2 separate regions of the Zea mays genome follow, and region 1 is linked to region 2. Evidence: chromatin contacts called from public Hi-C data. All regions are on one chromosome and are shown on one strand. Each heading gives the region's core, a stretch centred on a gene start, on an enhancer-like site or on the middle of the called end of the contact. The rest is flanking DNA. Distances are from core to core; before and after follow the strand shown.

What was found. A called contact is a pair of places that touch in the nucleus more often than the background predicts.
Region 1: a contact with region 2 is called in a Hi-C map of ear, with 1.7 times the contacts expected there. The contact joins the promoter of LOC100273536 here to the promoter of LOC541805 in region 2. A contact is called at or near these places in 2 of 25 Hi-C or Micro-C datasets (ear and tassel).

What each region holds. Positions count from the first base shown.
Region 1 is chr7:38,852,990-38,856,876 of Zm-B73-REFERENCE-NAM-5.0, forward strand. It overlaps LOC100273536 (putative protein kinase superfamily protein), which reads right to left and starts at 1,272. Exons shown (of 8, transcript NM_001147954.1): 1 at 1,054-1,272.
Region 2 is chr7:38,023,061-38,026,941 of Zm-B73-REFERENCE-NAM-5.0, forward strand. It overlaps LOC541805 (cellulose synthase 7), which reads right to left and starts at 1,619. Exons shown (of 14, transcript NM_001111487.2): 1 at 1,359-1,619; 2 at 1,046-1,241; 3 at 700-905; 4 at 493-595; 5 at 245-407. The coding sequence starts at 1,439.

The DNA of each region.
Region 1 (3,887 bases), core at 22-2,521, 830 kb after region 2:
CAAACGCCCCAACTTTTCAGCCCACTTCTATAAGAATCGTTAAAAACCGTTCAAAATCAAAATGAACACAGAATCGGTCGAGTAGTAACGATAGTAGGAATCCATCGTTTTCTAGATCCTGAACCCTTTGATCCATTTCATATTTCTCCGCATGTAGGGCCTGTTTGGTTCGCTACCTAACTTGCCACACTTTGCCTAACTTTTCTGCCTAAGGTTAGTTCTTCAATTCGAACGACTAACCTTAGGCAAAGTGTGGCGCAGTTAGACACGAACCAAACAGGCCCGTAATCCCCACGATACTCAGATTCTTCCCACAGCCAGATTCTCTCCACGGCTAGATTCTCAGAAAATATGGTCAGAAAAAAACTGAACCAAACAGGCCCAATAGGTGCCGGCGTACAACTCGTCTGTATTCATCACAAAAATTTAGTACAATCCGTCCATACTCATCAAACAAATTTAGTAAGGCAGTTAGCATGAATGTTTGACCTATTTAATGTGCGAGCTAACAAATTTATTCACATATTAGTAGGCTGATAGCTGTAAGTCTGAGAATAACTTAGCAGGTACCATTTTATTTCTCTTTCCAGAGGGTTTGGAGTTATACATTTCAGATAGCATTCACTATTCAGGTGAGTGAACAAGTGATTGCAGCAATGAGGGTCGCTTTCAGCCAGCCTTTTCAACAAGGGCGTGGAGACCAGTACATCTTGGAACCGTAAGGAGATCCCAAGAAGAAAAAAAAGACGTATAAGATCAAGTTCTTCCGCTATTACCAGGGGCGACCTTTGGTGTTTCCACCAATCCCAAGAGAAAGTTAATAATTTACATGCTGCTACCAGTACAGGTCCACCACACATCAAGCAAGCAAGCAGTCCATGTACCTCGAAGGGGATTGGATTGGAGGACCGTTCACGCATCCGCACCACGAAAGGAAGATTTGGATTCGAGGGCACACAAGCATAGAAATAGATAATCTCTCCAACTGAACTGATCTCAACTCGAAAAAGGAAGCAGTCAATCCGAGGAAGAAAATAGTTAGGGCTTCCTTACCAGCGACCGACGAAACGAGTCGAGGTGCCGTCGGGACCGATGAACGGAGGGATCCTCGCTTAGCGCCGGCACCTACGGAAGCGGAGGTTGAGCAGAAGGTGGAGACGCTGCGGTGCGTGCTTCAGTAGTAAACTGAAGCCTCGGCGAGCCCCCGTGCAGGGCGTGTGTATCGGCGGAAGAAGAGGGGAGAATGGTGCGACCTGTGGGACCACAGCTAGGGATGAAAATGGATGTAAAAAATCTCGTTCCTATCAGCTCCGTTTTCTATACATCGTTCGTCTGTTTTCGGATTTTTGGAAAATATAGATACGAAACAGGTTACGAGTTGAGAGTCTGCGGGAACAAAACAAAAATGAGAAATACTATTTTCCGTTCTGATTGTTGAGATCCTATATTTCATCTGGATATTTCCAAATTTAACGTGAAGATTAAGTCCCACAGCCACAAGGTGTACATTGTAAAGCCGTCACCACTCACCGTTAGGCCCAATGCGACAAGCCTAATAGGCTAAGGAACGGTACACACGTGAAACCCTAAGCCCACTCCCATGTTTGCCAGTTCGGCACGTGGACGCTGTGACGTGGCTCAACATAAGACACCTCCAGGCACCGTCACGCCAACGACCGACTCCGCGACTCACCAACTCACCATTGTCGAGACACGTCGAGCACGGACACGGGACTCCCACTCACCTTCGCTCGCGGCCGCTGTCACACACTTGTGCCATCTCGGCAGCTAGGCCACGCTAGACGTCGGGCCAGCAGTGCAGCACGCAGCACGCAGCACGGCACCGGAACCAGCTCACCATCGACCTTCGCCTTCAGGTAACGACCTCCTCCACACCTCTAGTCCTCCAGTCCATCGAAGAATTAGTAATCACGCGGTCTAGTCGTGGATCAACCTCACACCTTGCTTGCTTCAATTGCTTGCAAGTTCTAACAGCAGCAGACATTTACTTGTTTCAATTGCTTGCTGCTTGGTGCAATGACGCTTGCTGCTTGGCGCAATGATGCTTGTTGGTTGTTGCATCCTACATGCATACATGTTTGCTTCTAAAATTCAGGCATTTGCTTGTTTCAATTTCGTAGCGCTTGCTGCTTCTAAATTTCAAGTATCTGCTCCCAATTCATGGCTGAAGATGACAAACCGTGAAGAAATCTTGCAAATGCCCGATGTCATGGTGAATTGGTGTTTGAATCATTTGCAAATGCTAGATGTCATGAAGACCTTGAAGAACTTTTATTATGTATGTATGTGTGTCAATGTGTGAGTGTGACATGTTTAATGTCTATGTGGACATGTGGTCATATAATCACGTGGACTTATTTTCTCGTTGTTTAGTGGACTGTTGAATTTGAATTTGGACTACGACTACGACACCTTGTGATTATTTGTTTCCAGGTAATTTTTTCGTTGAGGTAATTTCCGTTCGTTTTTCGGTTAATTTTCGACTGTATTGGTTCGTTTCCGTAAACCCGTGTAACTCAGACTCGTTTCCATCCGTGGTTGTTCCGCTCCTGCACCCATTTTCGACAATGAACTGCATGAGCGAAACGGGAGAAGGGTTTTTCCATCCGTTTTCATCGCTAACCACAACGACATTTTTCTTTTCTTCTTCTTTGATTGGATGTGTTAGCTGTAACAAGCTTAGATTAGCCCACATCATTAATATAGCATCCCAACCATGGTTAGGGTTAAAAGTTTCACCCTACAACATGGTATCAGGGCACTGTTTCTGCCTTCTTCCTCTCTCCCTCTCTAAGCTCTAAGCGTCGCCTGCTCCATGGCTAGCGAGCCTCCCATGGCTACGCCAGGCTCCCCCATCCCCCTTTGATGCGACCACCTGGTGAAACCCTTGTCGTGGTTCCCATCTCCCTCGGCGTGTGCCTCCCCTACCCAACCACGTCGACGGTCGGCAAGCGATGCCCCCACTCCACTATCGCGGTTACCCTCTCGCCAGACGTGCAACTCCCTTGCCCAGTCACGTCGGTGGTCGACGCCCCATGCGCCAACTCCCCTGTCGTGCGGATGGTCATGCTCCACTCTCCGGCGGCCGGTGACCCGAGCTACACCTCCCCTGCCTCTATGTCACTCAGCAACGCTCTCACATTGTCAGGTCCTTCCTCCACCGCCTCAAGTCCCCTCTTCTCCCATGGCTGCCACCAGCTTCCTCTTTCTAACTGCTACTGCTCTCTCTCTCTCTCTCTCTCTCTCTCTCTCTCTCTCTCTCTCGTCCATAGAGCATGCCTCCCTCTGCGTCATCGTTCTTCACAGGCCACTGTGTCGCCCCAACACTTGTGCTCTTCTCTTCCCACCTCCCCCTTGATGGTCTCATGCAGCGACGGCGGCCTCGATGCCCATCGTAGTTGCCTCCGCGCCCCAGCATCGTGTGCCCCCAACCATCCACTCTATGAGCATATAGGCCCTAATTTATGTTTTGGTAATTAATGGCAACATGTGTGGACTAACAAATTCTTTAAGGTAACAAGAATGTATGTTGGTCCATGAAAATATGAACTACATCAATGTTGGGGCCTTTCTCGGCCTAAGGTCCTCAAAGCATTGATTTCTCAATAGTTTATAAGTCTGTTTTAGGTGTAACAGAGCGGTCGACAAAGGTCACCTTCGTTTGGAAACAATGTGCAACTAACACACAAACACAAAGACGAACAACGACCTTCAGCTCCATAGTGTGAATGTGTCAACAAAGATAGAAGAAGAAATCCTCAAGGCTTGCTCAAGACGGCTACAAAGGAAATGGTGATAATACCCTTAGTTGATTTTATAGTTCATGTGTATAGGACTGAGGACATGGTTGTAATTTTTACGAAGTT
Region 2 (3,881 bases), core at 369-2,868:
TCATTGATTCATACAAACAAAGGCAAAACTAAAAATATGAATCGACCAGTTTCTTTCATTTTACTAAGAAAATTGGAAATGCTACTTTTTTGTGAGTGATAATTATGACAAAGGAAAAAATGGTATCCTGAACAGAGGATGGACTATTTTGGAAATTAATTTGGACAAATTCATGTAACCAAATAGCATAAAGCATTAAAGAGGCATAAAAGTAACAAGAATCAAACAGTTTTGAGGGTCATACAGTGGTAGATCAGCATCGTCACCATCATCACCACCACCATCATTCCCCGTCTGGTGCATCCTCTCTTGTCTCTGCTTCCAATTCTCCATCCGTTCCTTCCAAGCAACACTACCATACCCATATGCAGCAAGATCCTTGGATGGGTCCATAGACCTGGGTTGCACTGGAACACAACAACCGTTAATCAGTTACATTCAGGGCACCATGACCACAACTATGTTTTGGCTGATGATCATCCAGATACATACCAGGTAAGCTGGGATCCGCATAAGGAAGGGGATGTATCCTCTTTCCCCCACCACCCATGAAAGAAGGCACCAGCGCGTGCTGCTCCGGTGGGATGTCATCCACCTGCGATCAGACCAGAAACAAGCAATTGAGCCATTGGCACACCAATATCCCACAAACGGAGGTGGCAAGCGAATAGTGATACTTGGATTCGGCAGTAACAGTACCATCTGCCCGTTGGTGAGGAGTGGAACATTGGGGTTGAGCTGGAAAGCTTGTGGCGCGCCATTAGGGTCACCTCCACGGCCGTAGCTCATGTGGCCGTAGAGCATGGACTCGGCCACAGACTGCGAGTCATGGCCGTCCCAGTTGAACTCGTTGTCCAGGTCATCGACGCCGTCCTCCTCCTCGTCACCGGTCACACGCTGGCAGCCTGCAAACAAAGTCCGGCGCATAGGACCGAGCTGAGTGGGCAATTGAGACTAAAGAAGAATCATCGAATGCCGCCCGACTAATGCATTAGCGCCAGGGTAGTGGAGCTGCATTTCGGTGGATGGGGTTGGGGACACCCACCCTTGAGGCGCTTGTATCGAGTCTTGCACTGGGGGCAGTTCTGCGTGCCCTCCCGGCGCTCGTATTCGTAGCAGTCCCGGCAGACGGGGAAGGCGCACTCGTTGCACGCCACGAAGGGGTCCCCGCCGGGGGCAAGGCCGACGTCGTCGCCGCAAATCTGGCACACCTGCCCGTTCTGCTCCCGCGGCGGCTTCGGCTGCACGCACGCGAGCGCGCACACAGCAGACAGCAAAAGTTAGAAAGGGAAAAAAAACAGCAACGTAACGCTCGCTCCTCTCGCAAGCCAGCCGGAAAAATTGAAGCGCGCGCGTACCCCGGGATCGCCGTCGCGGCGGATGACGACGAGCTCGTTGCGGTTGTGGGAGCCGGCCACCAGCCCGGCGCTCGCCTCCATCGCTTCCTCCCCTCCACTTCCGCCGCCGACGAAGGCAGAGGATACTGACCGTAGCTCCTCTCACTCTAGCAGCAGATCCTCATCCCCGAGTGGTTTCTCACCGAACGCCGAGCCGCGCCACGCCGCACCGACGAGGGAGAAGAGGAGAGGAGAGCAGGAATGCGTGCCAGTGGCGACAGGCGTCGGTGGGAGGGGATTTAGCGAGCGGGGATTTTTAAAGAAAATTGGGGGAGAAGGAGAGGAGTGTCGGTGGGCGCAGAAAAAGGGAGGCGAAAAGAAAAAGGAAAGACGGCCAAGGAAAGGGCCGCGCCAACTACTAGAGTTGAACAGATGGAAATGGGAGGTAATTTTGGGATGGAAAGCGCTAGTACAAAAGTTTGCCGCGTTCAGAATCACAGGTGTTTTATGGATGCCCATGCGACGATTTCAACCATCTCACTTACGAAATCCGTCTTTCAAAAATTAATACGGGGATGTTTGATTAATAATGTAACTACTAACAAAATCTCATAGATCCGCATTGAAAAAATATATATATCTAGAGGCATATTATTCAGCTGCTGCGATGATGAATGCCCGACAAAATGGTAGTCAGTGATAACGCCAAGATATGGTGACAACCGAGCATAACGGCGATGCAAGAATCCTATATCTGTTGCTTACGAAATATTCGTTGTTGATATAAAATTTATATCTAGGAAAACATACATGACCATTCTCTTGGGGTAGAATAATATATGCTAGAAAATAAAAATCAAAAGTCGACTGGAAAATAACGACATGGCTCACATGGGCATTCCAATTGTGATGGAGTATATTCCTTGAGACATTTTCATTATTGATCAACATTTAATGTAATGTTTTGCTATTTCTAACGCAACACCAAATAGATGTTACATTAGTATATTGTGAATGAATGTGAAATTTTGTACCAGTAATATGGAGTAGAAACTAGTAATATAATCTTGATGATTTATGCCCACATCATTGACATGCTACTAGGAAAAAAACATCACTTTTGTTTGCAATGGTGAATGTAGAACAAAGCAGTATCAACATATAGGGCTGGACGAAAAACTCGTGGCTCGTTGGCTCGCTCGGCTCGTAGCCTGCTCAGCTCGACTAGGATCGGATCGTTTAAATTTTTACACGAGTTGAGCCAGCGTCCCAGCTCGGTTTCTTAACGAGCCAGCTCGAGCTGATCTCGAGCCAGCTCGCGAGCTAACCGAGCTGCCACATTGCAGCATTCCAATTCGGGCCGGCCTTTCACAGTTTCACTTAATCACTTGTTTGGCCCATCAGTCGTAAGCCCAGGCGGCCAGGCCCAACGCTCACCGCTCAACAGGCACCGCACACGGCCACACGGGCAAATGGCCACGGGCCACCGCTCCAGGCTCGGCAAACGGCGTACTGCTCAACTGATCCACTCCAGACACCAGAGAGGCAGAGACCAGACTCCAGTCGGCATCAGCCACTCAGCCGCTCCCGCTCAGGCCTCAGCCGCGCGCAAACCCTAGGTGTCTCGGCGTCGGCGACGGCCGACAGCGACTCGGCGGACGGCGGCTCGGCGCTCCACTCGTCTCCACCGACCACCGGCCAGGCGGAGCAGCAGTCCAGGCAGCACCGCGGCACAGCGCCAGCGGGCAGTGGCCAACCGGCCACCAGGCACCGGCATCGCGCGCGGCCGCGCGCCCAAATGGCCACCGCTCTAGGCTCCAAGCCTCCAACAGTCCACTCCAGGTCTCCAGCGTCAGGCTCACTGCGTCTCAGCGTCTGCGGACTCAGCGTCGATATCCAGGCATCCAACCCTATGCCCCTATGGAGGAGGAGAACACTCCATTGCCAGCAAGTTTGGGGTCTCGAACTCGAACCAAGCAACTCACAAAGAAGCCACCCATTTCGATGCAGAAGATGCCTGCAGTGACAGCATCATCGGCGTCCGGCAATCGGTCTAATGTTTCTATATCTATGGTGAGTATCCAAAACTTCAAATGCTAAGCTTTTGTTGTCTTCACATTCTTTGTTGTATGCTAGATTGTAATGTTGGATTGAAATGCAGGAACCAACAACCAATTCTATAGAGGAGGAAGACAAGGAGGAGGACAATAGCCTTGACATGGAGGATGATTTCTCTCTAAGCCTATCTTCAGAGGATGGTGGGAGCCAAGGTGAAGATGAGGTTCAGGTGGCACAAGTTCATAATGCAAAGAGAGGAGTCAAAAGGGCAAAGGGTGATGTTCCATTATCTCCTTCAAAGTGTAAGGTCAATAGGGCGAAGCGAGCCAATTGCTGGAAGTATTTTAAGGTGGTCGAAGTTCAATCAAAGAAGAAGTTTGGGGAAATGGTGACGAAGGCCAAGTGCAAGTTTTGTTACAAACTGTATGTGTATCAACGTGGGGGTCCAACATCACAACTGAATCGACATCTGGATAAGTGCACCGC